Regions from separate parts of the Mus musculus genome. Here all the other regions are linked to region 1. The links are chromatin contacts, called in public HiChIP or PLAC-seq maps. All regions are on one chromosome and are shown on one strand. The core of a region is the stretch at or near the end of the contact, and the rest is flanking DNA. Distances in the headings are between cores, read along the strand shown. Region 1 holds the start of Ccdc171 (coiled-coil domain containing 171). Region 2 holds the start of Frem1 (Fras1 related extracellular matrix protein 1). Region 3 overlaps Ttc39b (tetratricopeptide repeat domain 39B).

Region 1 (4,403 bases), core at 989-3,488:
ACGCCGGGCCTGAGAAAGTATTTATTGATCCTCATAAATGTGGGAGAGAAATCTGAGGCGGCTCAGAAAACCAAGGGGTCTTGGATTTGGTGATGATGTCTTTATTGAGGTTGTAAGCTTCTTTGAGGGAGTGGTGGGGTTGGATCTACTTGTCTCTCCGATGGGCTGGGAGAAAGGAGGGGGCTGAGGTGACCAGGAAAGACAACCAGAAGTGGGTTAGAGAGCGTCTCACTATAGATAGCCTTTACCCAAACAGGGGACCAAGGAAAACGAACCTGTAACCACCAGGGAAAAAGAGAAACCCTCTAAGGACTCCGAGGTGATCGGATTTATTGTGTAATTACTATAATTTTCATTAGCCTTGTTGCTAATATGACCTGAAAGGCTCTCTGTGATCTGAGCTGAGCATATTTCTCTAGCAGATCTTTCATATTTTTCTCCCCTGCACCCAAAGTTTCTATTTTGTCAAAAGTCTCATGCTTTTTTTTTCCTGTCCCAATTCGTTGTTACTTTGGTGAATCTATTACTCTACTTTCTTACACTAGACTTTACATGCTCCACAAATCGCTTCCCTGTACTCAAGGTTGACGAGCAGATCTTTTCTCTGATCCCTGTGGCATTTGTACTTTATAGCTGGTATTTTTATTACCTAGCTCCATGCTGGGCACATGTGCTGTACTCTACGCATGCTAAAGACAGAGTAAATGAACTTTGTAAGGATTCATGTCAAGCAGCTTTTCTTTAAAAAGTGTACAATGTAATAGATCAGTTATGTTTGCAATGTAACACTCCCTTCTGTGATGTTCCTAAAACACGATGAGCTGATGTGTGTGTGTGGCCCATGATTTGTAACCCCAGTGTTCCGGAGGCTATGGCAGGGGATCCAGAATTTGGGGCCTGATTGGGCTACATAGGGAATTAAAAAACCCCACCCAGACAAAACCAAGAAAGCAAAACAACAACAAAATCACTTCCCTCCAAACAAAAATCTTTCAAATAACAAAACTAAGCCGTATACAATTTAAAAAAAAACTCTCATCTTCCAGGACTGTCAGGCCACACAGAGAAACCCATGGTGGTGGTGAATGTAATCTTATTTATTGTAATTCTCCATTTGATTCCTAAGTAGAGAGGGCTACTTTTGTTTCCTTCAGTTTGTTTTCGAAGCAGTTATCTCTTCTGGCTAAAGCCTTAAGAAGCAAGGAAAACCTTTTAAAAACCAAACAACTGACCTCAAACCAATTAAAGTTTCTCAGCAGTGCAAGAACCAAAGTTTTAATCTATTTGCTCTTAGGACTGTTAACTTTCCAGAGCGAGAGCAGGCGAGAACCCCAACACCTGGTTCAGGCTGATTACAACCAACCCCGGACAAGTTTAGCATAAAAGGCTCATTTTGTATGAACACTTGTGGAAAGAAGGTAGTGGCGGCAGGGATAAAAACCTTTCATCAAAATCCTGCCATTTCGCATTGTTCTTTAGGGAATAGGCTTTCAAAAGCCAAGGAACAAAAGAGGATTTGCTTTTCCAATCCTCTGAAGCGGCTACAGGGCGAACCAAAGCTCTTTATAAATTGTGGGCGAGGAGGGGGAGGGGCTGAAATCTAGCAGAGATGGAGCTCAAGGCGAGGCTCCAAGGCCTTATTTGCCAATGAATCCGGTTCTGCATTATTTGTAATCAAAGACGCTCAGCAGCATCAGAGCACCGACCTACATTCTATCCACCCAAGCCAAAATACAAAAGAAATCGATGGGAGGAGGAGACTGCAGGAGGAGGGCGCTGAGAGTCTGCCACCTGTGCCGAAGCCCAGGCACTCTCCCTGGGGACCCTGGCATCGGCCGCGGTCCTAGCGGGTTTCTCGGGCCGAGAGCCAGCTAAGAAGACGTTTACAGAGCAGGAACAGGCTGCTGCCCTTTTCCGAGGCTGGAAATGTGCACGCCACTCGGTTGCGGGAGTTCTGAAACAAGGAGAAGGCACAGCATGCCGGCGCTGGAGCGCGCATGGGGTGGAACGCGGCCCCGAGCCACCCGTGTGCTTTGCGCACGCGTACCCCACCCCTGGCGCATGCGCAATATACCCCGCCTGCCGCGGGAGCGCGCGCGGTTGCGGGCCGGCGCTTCTCTTCCAGCGCGAGCCCGCGTTCTCTGAGTACGCGCGTATCCTGGAGCTGGGGCTCGGGCGGCGGGCGGGACGCTGGGGACGCGGAGGCGAGGGGCGGGCCTGCCGGGGCGGGGCCAGGGAGGCGGAGAAAGTCGCGGCTGCCCAGAGCCTCGTCGCGTGTTCCGGGCCCCCGGAAGTGGCCGTTGTAAACTTCACCTCGTAGACTTTCTCCATCCTGGCCCTAGAGTCCATCGGCTTTCCCCAGTTGTCACTCTTTCTCCTGAGAGTTGCCTGACCTCCCACTCACCCCGAGACCTGAAGCTGCCTGGGGGTCGTGGGTGTGCAGGCTGGACCACGCGAGTCCGAGGTAACTGCGGGCTGTGGGTGCAATGGTGACTGGCGCCCGGGACCGGGAGGTGCTGAGAGGAGACTGGGCTTGCAGAGAGGACCCGGCTGAGGGCTGCTAGCTGGTGCTGACACGCCTCCAGCTCAGCCTCCAGCCTCCAGCCTCCAGCTCAATGGCCAGGGCTCTCCGCCCACCTTGAGGAAGCCGAGCATCTTCGCTGTACTCCGAGGACCGGTGGGGACTAGAGTCCTCGGAGCTCTTTGGGATCAGTACCCAAGGATCACTTTTTTTTTTTTCGTGTTTTACCTTCATTTTATTTAAATGCCTACCACACTTTAGGCACCCTACAAACGTTTGATAAGCAAAACAATGAGTTATGCAACTTCTGCCTACCACCCACCTTGGGACTTAGAAAAGTCAGCTGTGAGTTTAAAGCTGAATTTTGCGTACAAGCACACACCCCCCCCCCTTTGACTTTTTAATCATTTACGATATTCATATTAATCAAATACATAACTTAGAGACGATATCAAACAGCTTCTAAGATTTTGCACGTTGATGTTTTATACTTTTCCTAGTATTGGAGAAATGAAACTACCGTTTTGTTATTTGTATTTATCAGTGCTTAGTAACGACCAAACTGTGATAGAGCCGGAAATGCAATCCTTTCCAGTTAAAGGCAGAGGAATGCAGGCAGTGCAGCGGGATTCTAGGGAAAGTGAAGGCGGCTGTTTTAGCTTGGAGCTTGTGTGTAAATCCTGGCTCAGCCATTTATTAGCTGTGACAGGCAAATCACCTGTCGCCTGGACCTTAGGTTCTTTATGTCAAATAAGCAGAGTGGGCTTAGTCTTTCAGGCTCCGTTTACTTTTTGTTTGTTTGAGTTTCTTTGTCTTAGGCGTGTTTTATGGACAGAATCACACATCTCCTTCACCTCTCTTCTTTTTTCAGAGATGGGATGAAAGGTGGTTGAGACTGAACAAGAATCATGGGCACAAAAGTGTTCTGCTATTTGAGCTGCACTCAGCTCTGAAGTGCCCCCTTGCCAAATGAACCGTGTAACTGCTGATAGTCCCACACAGGTGTCACGACTAATGAATGCAAAGCTGCATAGACAAAAAAAAAAAAAAAAAAAAAGTGGATTTAGTGTTAGGGAATCAAGCCCTTTCCTCTCGATGAGTAAAGAAAAAAAAAAATAGCATTTGGTTAGACACCCAAACTGAGAAGGTAGTGGAAGTGCTGTGACACAGGTTGCATTCCTTTCATCTTTAAACAAGAGCGGAAAGGGTCGAGGGGCTGACTTAAATAGTTGATGAAACCTGATGCTTGTTGGTGAGTTGGTGTTCATCAGTTTAAAGGGGCGGGGGTGGGGTGGGGGTGGGCAGGAGAAGCTAGGCTGTGCGCCCAGAGAGGCATAGGCGGTTCCAGATAAGCATGTTTTCTTGGTACAGAATCATTAGAAGTCATCAAGATGTGAGTATGACTTTTAATTCTTGTAGTGAGTATCTTGGTACAAATCATTCAATCTCTGGGAAACCCAGTTTTCCCGTCTGTGAAATGGGCAAATAGTCTCTGGAGATTAAGGGATGGATGGTGGGATCAAGCATGCGTAGTTAGTTGCGTGTGTGGCACATAGTAAGTGTTCCATACTGGGCCCTGACTCTTCATCCAGCCCCTTTCTCTCTGAGCTGTGTGACTGAGAGGTGAGCATGCGGCGAAGGGACAGAAGAGGGCTTGAAGGGTAGGAAAACTCGTGCTAAGATGGCCAATGAGTCGGAAAAGGCTGGGGTGATGCACCCACTTTGCTTTTGCAAAATGTGGGGTAAAATTTGTTCTTTAAGGAAAGTTTTTTTTTTTCCTTTTTTTTCCTTTTTATTCAGTCTCAGTAGAGACTGTCAAAAATTGCCAATGCCGACTTTATTTCAAGTCATCATGGCAGGGTATTGGGAAAAGTTTTCAATT
Region 2 (4,403 bases), core at 1,223-3,722, 470 kb before region 1:
GATACAATTTAAATAAAATTTAGATGCAACTTTAAATAAAAACTTTAAGATTTTTAAAGAAAAGTGCTGAAATAAATCTTCATGCCTACCCCACAAACTGATTTCATACTTCATGCCTTCATCTAGAAGTCAGAGTCAATTAATGTTAGAACAATATCCAGACTTGGCGGTGGGTGTACAGCTTGTAAGTAGGGTTGGCTTTTGACCCCAGTGTGGAAGAGAAAGGAGAAAACTCAGTGGACCTACCTCCTTTTATTAACAGAGGAAGGAAGGTTTGGGGCACTCAGGTGGCTAGTCTAAGGCTCAGACTGGAAACGTTGTGTGGACAAGGACAATGACCATGCCATTTATGTTGTTCATTTTGGAATGCTTCAGAGCAGGCGCTATGCCTGGCATGAGGAGCGAACAGGAAAGGGGCCTTGGTAAGCACACCCTGCTTACTTTCTACCATAAACATTAATAAATGCCATAAAATGCAGGGATAGGGTTGGAGGCTATGCTGGCTTTCATATGTTGTCACATGAAGGCTGCAGCATGCCACTTCATGTTCAGTCACTGAGAGTTGGCCTAAGACAAACTCAGTTTCTAGGAATAGGCTCCAGCACTCTTCCAAGAAACCCAGCTTCCTTCAGCCCAGCTTGCGTCACAGCCTCACAGTATCACAGCATCCCCAGGGGGTGAATAGCACCCCCAGAAGGAAAGTTTCCAAGACCACCCTAGCTTAGCTGTGAGGCTGCAGGCAGGCTGTACAGCCCAACACCTAAGAATGTGGTATCCCATGACCCACACACAAATCACTTCACTCATGGCAACGGAGAGGTAGACCAAGGGGAAAGGAGGTGAGAAATCTGGTTAGAAAGCCCGGGCTTGACAGGCAAGAACGCAAGTTTAGGTTGCACCCAAGGCCTGTTCAGCATCAGCTTAAGCTCAGGCTTAGTACTTGGACATGAAGTCTGATATTAACCAAGTGCCTGACAAGAACTTAACTGCCGGGAACAGTATGCAGAATGCTGACTCAAGTGCTGTGTCACCTATATCAGATTGACCTGACCAGAGGAGATTCCTGGCCCCATATTGAGTCTAAAAACCTTTGATGGTAGCAGTTAAAAATCTGTCTTCTCACCAAGTTTCAAAGAAGTCAGCCTCTCTCTCTCTCTCTCTCTCTCTCTCTCTCTCTCTCTCTCTCTCTCTCTCTCTCCTCCTAAGAAAGTGTTGCTATCTATGTTCCCCAAGCTAGCCTTGAACTTGTGATCCTCCTGCAGACGAATGACCCAACTAGCCTAGATCCTATCTTCATTAAGTTTTGAGGATCCAGAATGAAGAGTAAGTCCTTTTATCCCGTGGACAGGCACACGGAGATGCTAACAGGAAACTTCTCAAGCTTTGGAAGATCCAGGAAGGTCGTGATCTTGCAGAGCCGAAGCTTGAGGAGCAGCTGGGTCTCCCCTTGGGTCTGCAAAGCAGCCCTGAAAAGGTTAATCTCTCCAGCAACATTCCCTCCCACCCACAAACACTAACTAGCCCTGGAGATGCTCTAAGCTGTGTAACGTCCATCATTCATCAGCACCGAATGCTAGAGTAAACAAAACAAAACAGAACCCAGAAACTAAAGCTAAATGGCTTGAGAGCGATTTCTGTGACCCGAAAGGAAACTGCCCCCCAATTATTTACTTACTGCAACACTGAAGCCTCTGGACCACAGCTCAGCCTAAACACCAAGCGAACCTCAGAACAATGACTCTTTGCCTTTCCTCGCTACAAACCAAGGCTCACACTTTAAAACAGCGAATGTAATTAGGCCCTGCAAAGGTTCCCAGAGACCACCCATGCTCTAGATCTTTAGACCCTCGGGATATTATCTGTCCTGTTAATTTTACCTCTTCTCTTTTTGCCATTTCCTTTAGCTAAGAGAAAATAAATATTCTAACTTCAGGGAAATTTTCACAGAAATGTAAAGCGGTTATTCCCTTGATGAGTGCCCCTGCGGGTGGAATCAGAAGTTATGTGGAGGCAGGGAGGCCAATTCCATCCCTGGTATTTGGTTTGGTAACATGCAAGCGCCGGCCTTCTGAGTTAACAGATTTAAAGTTTTGCAAGCTGCCAGGCAGCCTTCTCTCACTGCCGCTCACAGCTGCCCACCTCTGGGACACTTTGCTAACAGAGCCTTCACAGCTGAGAGCCAACAACCGCGGGAAGCAGGTACTTACAGTTCCTGGTTTTCTTTCCGAGCCAAGGGCTGGCCACCCTTGGAAGTAGAGGGCTGGATGCTAACCTGGTAACAGCCTTAAAGAGTTGTCAGAGGAAGAGGAAGCTAAAACATCCCATCCAAGGAGGAGAGCTGAAATTCCAGTCGTTCTAGTCAGCTGAGTTTAGGCTTTGTTTGTGCTAAAAATCCTTTAACCCGCACAAACAAATAGGTAGAGAATTGGAGTTCCCAAACACACTGTTTGCAGGTCTCCTCCAATGCCGCTGTGGCGCTGAAAACTTAACTTCCCCAGTGCCAAGTTTCTGGACTCCCCCAGAGAAGGGCGTGTTAAGGAAGGCGTGGCAAGGATGCCTGCAACTGTTTGCAGGGAGCCCGACCTCCCTGGCGGGGAGCCTCAGCTCCCATCCCTTCTGCTGGTTGGTCAGCGGGGACAAAACTGAGCCTTTGTTAATAGGTCGGGTGCTTTCTTCCCAGCTTCCTTCCTCAGTATTAACACTGGCTGAGCTGAGGCAGTCTCTCCCGACAGCAGCACACACACACACACACACACACACACACACACACACACACACACACACACAGAGGCAGGGATTCACTCTGACACCCGTGCACAAAGCCTCTTGCTGCACGAACACGTACACACACCGACTCTGCAAACACACCTTTCCTTGCGCCCTTTTTTCATGGAAGCGGCCCCAGCTCCAAAAGGTCCATATTCACATTCAGAGGTCACACTCAGCTTTGAGAAGGGGTGGGGGAGGGGGCTGGCCCTCTTGAACTTTTCTCATACTCTTTAAAGGAAAAGACGCAAGAATGAATCTAGACTCTACGAGTCTAACTTGTAATAGAAACCACTTAGCTCTTCATTTATGAAGTATTTCATCTGTCTGTCAGTTCAGGTCTGCATCAAGAGATACCCTCTTGATAATGATTCTTTTGGCTAGTTGCTTAACAACTGTATAAGATACTGCTTCCCTCTATTTTATTTCTACCAGAAGGAAAAGCAGTCTCAAGCAGCCATCCTTGAGAAGTTGGAGCAGGACCTCGCTAGGGGAAACAGCATGAGGAGACTTGTTGAAAACTTAGCCCAAAGCGCAGGGGAATGCAAACCCAAAAGACTCAACACAAGGGGTGGTTTGAGGATGGGGGTAGGGAGACAAGAGAGGGTATGGGAAAGAACGGACACGAGGCACATGAGATATATGATCCACAAGGCAATCATGAACCGCGCTGTTTATTATGACAGAATAGATCGGTCCAATTCCACATGGATGTTCTGACAACACTACCAGTCTTCCCAAGTTGGGAAGCAGGGTAGAAAAGAAGGAGGAAATTACAGAGCAGAAGGGCAAGGGAGGGATAGGGAAGGCCAATAAAGAGGAAAAGAATTTTAAAATTTAGCAATTCTTTTGCTTTGTAAACCATGCTTTGTAGAGACTTCCTTAACGCAGGTGCAGCGCACACTTGGCAGGAAGTCGCTGAGATCCTTCAAGACGCCTTTGCTTCCACTGCAGTGCGGTGAGTGTGGGTGGGGAGAACTTGAGGAGTAAGCAGGCTCCTTATAATGAGCGCTAGCCAGGCACAGGCCTTTAATCCCAGCACTCGGGAGGCAGAGGCAGGCGAATTTCTGAGTTTGAGGCCAGCCTGGTCTACAGTGAGTACCAGGACAGCCAGGGCTACACAGAGAAACCCTGTCTCAGAAAAAAAAAAAAAGAAGAAGAAAGCCATAAGGTTAGCGCTATGAACAGACACAAGTACAATGCAAAAGCAAATACAAGGTAATAAATATAAACAAATCTAATATGAAATACAAATACAAAGTAGTAAACAAAAACAAGACAAAAACAAAATCAAAGCAATATACCTAAACACAATACAAAAAAAAAATACAAATACAAGGTAATAAACACAAATACAATACAAAAACATGGTAATAAACATGAACAAATACAAAACAATGCAAAATACCACGACAAATACACTGTAATAAACATAAATACAAAAACAAATGCAAGATAATAAACATGAAAAAATGCAAGCACAGAAACAAGGTAGCACACGTATGCTCACGGAAAGGGCAGGAAGGCAGGCCACCGTGGTGATGGAGAAGGAGCATGGCAGGTTACTCTTGGAAAGTTTCCAGGTTGTGAAGAGCTCACCACCAGAAGAAATGAAGACCGGTTTAGATGCTAATGGT
Region 3 (4,403 bases), core at 745-3,244, 270 kb before region 1:
CTTCTAACAGCATTGGGGCACACACGTGTACGTAAAGCGTGAAATGTAGGGCCTCATAATGACTCCTTAACTTCTAAAAACTGTTCTTTCCAGGTAGTGGCCAGCACTTGGGAGGCAGGGACAAGTGATCTTCACAAGTTCTAGCCCAGCCAGGGCTACACAGTGAGACCCTGTCTGGAAACCAACGTAAGAAAGGGGAAGGAGGGGGCAGGGGGGGGAGGGGACGGAAACAAATATCTTTTATTACCACTCTAAGCTTCAGTGCTAACACAGGCTGAGCAACATTTACCGTGCTCTGTACAGCGCTGGCAGGCTTCCTGCCCAACCCCAGTATTCAGCCAGACGGTTATTACCTGCACAAATGTGAGTGCTGCTTTCTGTAGGAGACACTCGGCGTAACAGATCTCAGCATGCATCTCCTCTATTAAAAACAAATACATTGATATTACTCTATTAAAAACAAATACATTGATATTAAGAAACAGTATTGTTTTAAAACATTCTGAAAATCGTGGAAGATAGATAAGCCCAAGAAAGACGCAAAAGCCGAGATGGCATCCATGCTTCCAGAGAAACAGGATGGCCTGTTCCTGGATAAGCCTGGATCGTGTGAATGGTTAAGGTCATCTTCACCTCCAGCTAACATTACCAGCAGAGAGAGGCTCGAGAAGAGGAGGAAACCGACTGTTTGTCTGAACAGGGTCTCACTTGGAGCCCAAGCAGTACTAGTTGTAGTCCAGACTGTCCTTCAACTCACGGCAATCCTCCTGCCTCAGCCTCTTGGTACTATAGGCATGAATCACCCCTGAACCCATGTGTGCTCACAAAAAGGAATTACCAGAGCCAGGCCAGCCCAGCGACATATGCACCACCCAACATGTCCTGGTGTCCTGGACAGTCTGCTGTATTTGCAGAGATCAGAGAGAGAGAGAATTTTATGTTTCTACATGAACAAAACCATCAGATTCCTATCTCCATGGAGTAGAGGACACCACGGGGCCTCTGCTGTCTGTGGAAATTGGTGTGTTATTTGAGCTTGGAGGGAAGATTCTGCTTCATGCTAGTACAGGGTACTGCTCAGGCCTGCCTTTCCTCTCTGCTGGTCTCCTCATTTATATGGTCCAGTAATAATGCTTCTACTTTGCAACCATGGATTAAATGAGTATTGCCTGTAGCGCTTATCAGACACGCGCGCGCGCACACAATCAGCCTTGATGAATGCTGGCAACTCTGACCATTATTGTTTTTGGCCCGAGTCTGTGCTTCTTGGTTAAGGTTCAGAAGGCGGCACAGGGCCTTTTTAATTCAAGTGCTGACGCAACAGGAGGCAATCTGCGTCACTGGGAACACTGCTGGCCAAACTAGATAAAATAGAGGTTTTCCTTCATTTACACACACATGGCCCACGGGCTCTCTCATACTGACTCAACTTAAATGTTCAATTTGTGAAAAGTACTATGCAGCTAAGTTCCTCAGAAACAGGCAGGGAGATGGGGTAGAAGACACCACCAGGACACGGTGTTGTCTGTGTGCATCCTGGCACTGCCACCAGTCACGATCCAGTCTCCAGGACGCCTTCCCTCAGAGTATGCCTCTGGGTTTTCAGGACCTTCACAGGAATGCCAACTAGCAGATGATTTTCACCACCTGACTAGCCGAGTCCTAGGTTATGCCCTTCCCTCGCCCAGCCTTTTGAGCAGGCTAAACAGATCTTGAGTGTGTGCCACAGTGGGCTTTCTGACCTAGGTGGAGTCGTCCTCCTTGCTGCACCTGCAACTTCCTACAGGAATTCAGAGGAATAGACTGCCCGCTGAGCTTACTTTGCAACATAATCCAGCTGAAACAAAAGATGGGTTTGGTGCTGCAGAATTAAACTTTGAGCCAAGCTCTGAACCTTTGACTTGGCTTCGCCCTTCTCTCATACCCGTCCTTTCATTTCCAGCCCCGCTTTCAGGTAAACCCAGTTCACCCATGGCCGCTGGACAGCTACACTGGGTAACTGCTACAAAGTGACAACCGCCTGGGGTTATCAATGCCAATGCCACCTTGAGAACAGATGACTGGCCTGGGGCAGGAGAGGGGAAGGGAAAGGTCAGCACTGGTTGAGGACCAGAAGATAGAAGGCAAGAAAGTGCAGGCGCCCTCCCAAAGGGGCAATGGGGAGCCTCTGGCTATAGCATGAGGTTCCTGAGGGGAGGGGAGGAGAAGGCAGCAGGCTGGCACAGGGGCAGTGCCGAAGGCTACAGTTGGCGGTGGGCTAAACAGCAGGTCCTCATCAAGGCCTGAGCAGAAGGGCGACTAAACCAAAGACAGACAGACTTTGGTATCCAATAATACAAAGGATATGAGACAAAGCAGGGAGAGTCTGGACTCTGTAATTCCCGTGTAAGTATTCTCCCTACCGACTCTCTTCCCACATTCCAAGCTCTGCACCTCACTTAAGCATCGCACTCTCTGAAATGAGCTGTTCAGCACCAGCCACCAGTCATGGGAGGAGAGGAGCAAGAGTGTTCCACACCAGGTCCATGAAAACCGCCATGGAGATACTCATTCCTGAACACAGAGAGAAACTGGACCATGCAAACAAAAATTACCAACAGGAAAACAAATCCTATACTAAAGCGACAGTGTGCTGCCGTGCCCTGTTGTTCTGGTTTGGTTTTTGCCAACCTATCATAAATTAGTTATCTAGAGAGAAGAAACTCAATGGGAGAAACTAACCTCCATCAGGCTGCCTATAGGCCAGTCTGCGGAGCATTTTCTTGATGGATGATTGGCCCAGCAGGTGGTCCTGGGTGGTTTTAGTTCCTGCCTCAGCTTCCCCTGATAAGGGACTGTAATGCATCCTCCCCATCTTGATTTTGGTCAGGGTGTTTGTCACACCAATTGAAAGCAAACTAAAACACCCTTCAAACTTAAAAGTCTGTTTAGGATGCCCTCAGAAGCAAAAACACTGGAAATAAGATGGAACTTCATGTATTTCGCTTTATTCCTTCACTGTGACTGATTTACACTGAGTAATTTCTTCACCAACATACACCTTAATTGTAAATTCCTTAGTCCATGAAAAAATTCATGGTGCACTCAAAAAGCTAGCTAAACATCCTTTTTGTACTAATCTAAAGATATTTATAGTTCAGAATAAGCTACAGACATGGGCCAGTTAATTTTTCAATATTTAGTGGAAAGTCCAGATTTCCTAACTTGCTCTGTTTAAAGGCAACAAGGGGAAACCAGAGCACAGCATCGCTGACTTTCCACACGTGATCCATCAGCCATGTAAGGTGTTTCCCAGCCCTCCACGGGAGAACATGGGGACAGCGGAAGAGCAGTGGTTTAGGAAAAGCAGACCAGTTCCCATGCTGCTCTGACAGCTGGATCACCTTGGCCTTTCTCTCTGTGGACATCAGTTAAACACAAAAGGGGGAGAGGGGGATAATGCTAAGGAATGCACCAAGAGGGTGCCTGGCACACAGAGAACACTTCAAAAAAAAATAGAGCATTAACATGTTTTAGAATTATTTATTCTCACACCAAAAATACCATGTCATTCCTCTTAAAACTAAGGTTTAAAACTCTCCAGTGTCACCTTCACACCACAAAGAAAAAGGGAAGCAGTCACCAATGGACCAGGGAAGGAGTCACATGGGGTTCCCAGGAAGGAAAAGGCAATGCAAGTCATACTGGGGCCAGTTCAGTCTCATGGATTGTCTCGGAAACACTTTAGGCCTCCCAGTACCAGCTCTTGTTCTTAGGGATGCTCGGAGATCAGTTTCTGATGAAAAAGAAGATAGGTTTCAACTGCTGACAGTAACCAACAAAATACCATCAGTTTCTGCCATGGTTGAGTCAATACTCTTTTCTAGTAAGTCCTAAACACAAGGGACGTGTCACAGTCCTGTCCTGTGATCAACACTGAGAGCTCACATCACTAACTTCTCCAATGGCCCAAACAAGCTGACAACACTCCTACAGGACAAACGGAGCCCCATGGTAAATCTCTCTCCAGGTGTGTGCAGTGTCCACTTGACATTAGGTCTGTCCTGCCTTGACAGCCATCCCCAGAGCTGTGCTCGCTTCCCCAAACCGCAGCTGCTCCAGGGTTTGCACTAATCATCTCTTCCAAAACACAGGCTTGAAAGTGACACTAGAGTCCCTGGATGCCCCCTGGTGATGACGCACCCTTCTGTTGAGGGCTGATTAGGGCTACTTCTCCCCTCATCTTAGAGGGAATAGGGAACAATGGGTGATGATGTTCCTCCCAGCTATCTGGCTGAGTGCTTTCCTGGACTCCTGATTATTCTTAAAGCCCACAAGCCAAACATCTTCATCAGCTATGTAGACGAGCACTGTCACTTCAAGGTATAAACTTTATCCAGATACACCTTTAATCTCAGCACTTG

The links. HiChIP or PLAC-seq counts read pairs in DNA pulled down with a chosen protein or histone mark.
Region 2: a contact with region 1 is called in an H3K27ac HiChIP or PLAC-seq map of embryonic stem cells, with 5 times the contacts expected there. The contact joins the promoter of Frem1 here to the promoter of Ccdc171 in region 1. A contact is called at or near these places in 1 of 39 promoter capture datasets (cranial neural crest) and 1 of 115 datasets of contacts at active chromatin or transcription factors (embryonic stem cells).
Region 3: an H3K27ac HiChIP or PLAC-seq map of embryonic stem cells shows a contact between it and region 1, with 8 read pairs. The contact joins the enhancer-like site here to the promoter of Ccdc171 in region 1. A contact is called at or near these places in 2 of 39 promoter capture datasets (the C10 cell line and hippocampal neurons), 1 of 15 datasets of contacts at CTCF or cohesin (the NIH/3T3 cell line), 9 of 484 Hi-C or Micro-C datasets (the HPC-7 cell line, Sertoli cells, Th1 cells and 4 more), 12 of 115 datasets of contacts at active chromatin or transcription factors (bone marrow-derived macrophages, embryonic stem cells, heart atrium and 2 more) and 3 of 9 other capture datasets (adipose tissue, liver and pancreatic islet).

The regions. Positions count from the first base shown.
Region 1 is chr4:83,523,307-83,527,709 of GRCm38.p6, forward strand. It overlaps Ccdc171 (coiled-coil domain containing 171), which reads left to right and starts at 2,239. Exons shown (of 26, transcript NM_001355378.1): 1 at 2,239-2,464. It overlaps Gm25899 (a small nuclear RNA gene), which reads right to left; the gene lies at 4,322-4,403.
Region 2 is chr4:83,049,694-83,054,096 of GRCm38.p6, forward strand. Frem1 (Fras1 related extracellular matrix protein 1) reads right to left here and starts at 2,473. Exons shown (of 37, transcript NM_001198811.2): 1 at 2,208-2,473.
Region 3 is chr4:83,255,692-83,260,094 of GRCm38.p6, forward strand. Ttc39b (tetratricopeptide repeat domain 39B) reads right to left here. Exons shown (of 20, transcript NM_027238.2): 7 at 354-421. Among named protein-coding and RNA genes, the nearest start is that of Gm42307, 27 kb to the right of the region's middle. Within about 2 kb of position 1,995, at least 26 of the 459 cell types and tissues checked have an H3K27ac peak or open chromatin away from gene starts, as enhancers often do. A contact at or near this core is called in embryonic stem cells and liver, where this site is marked.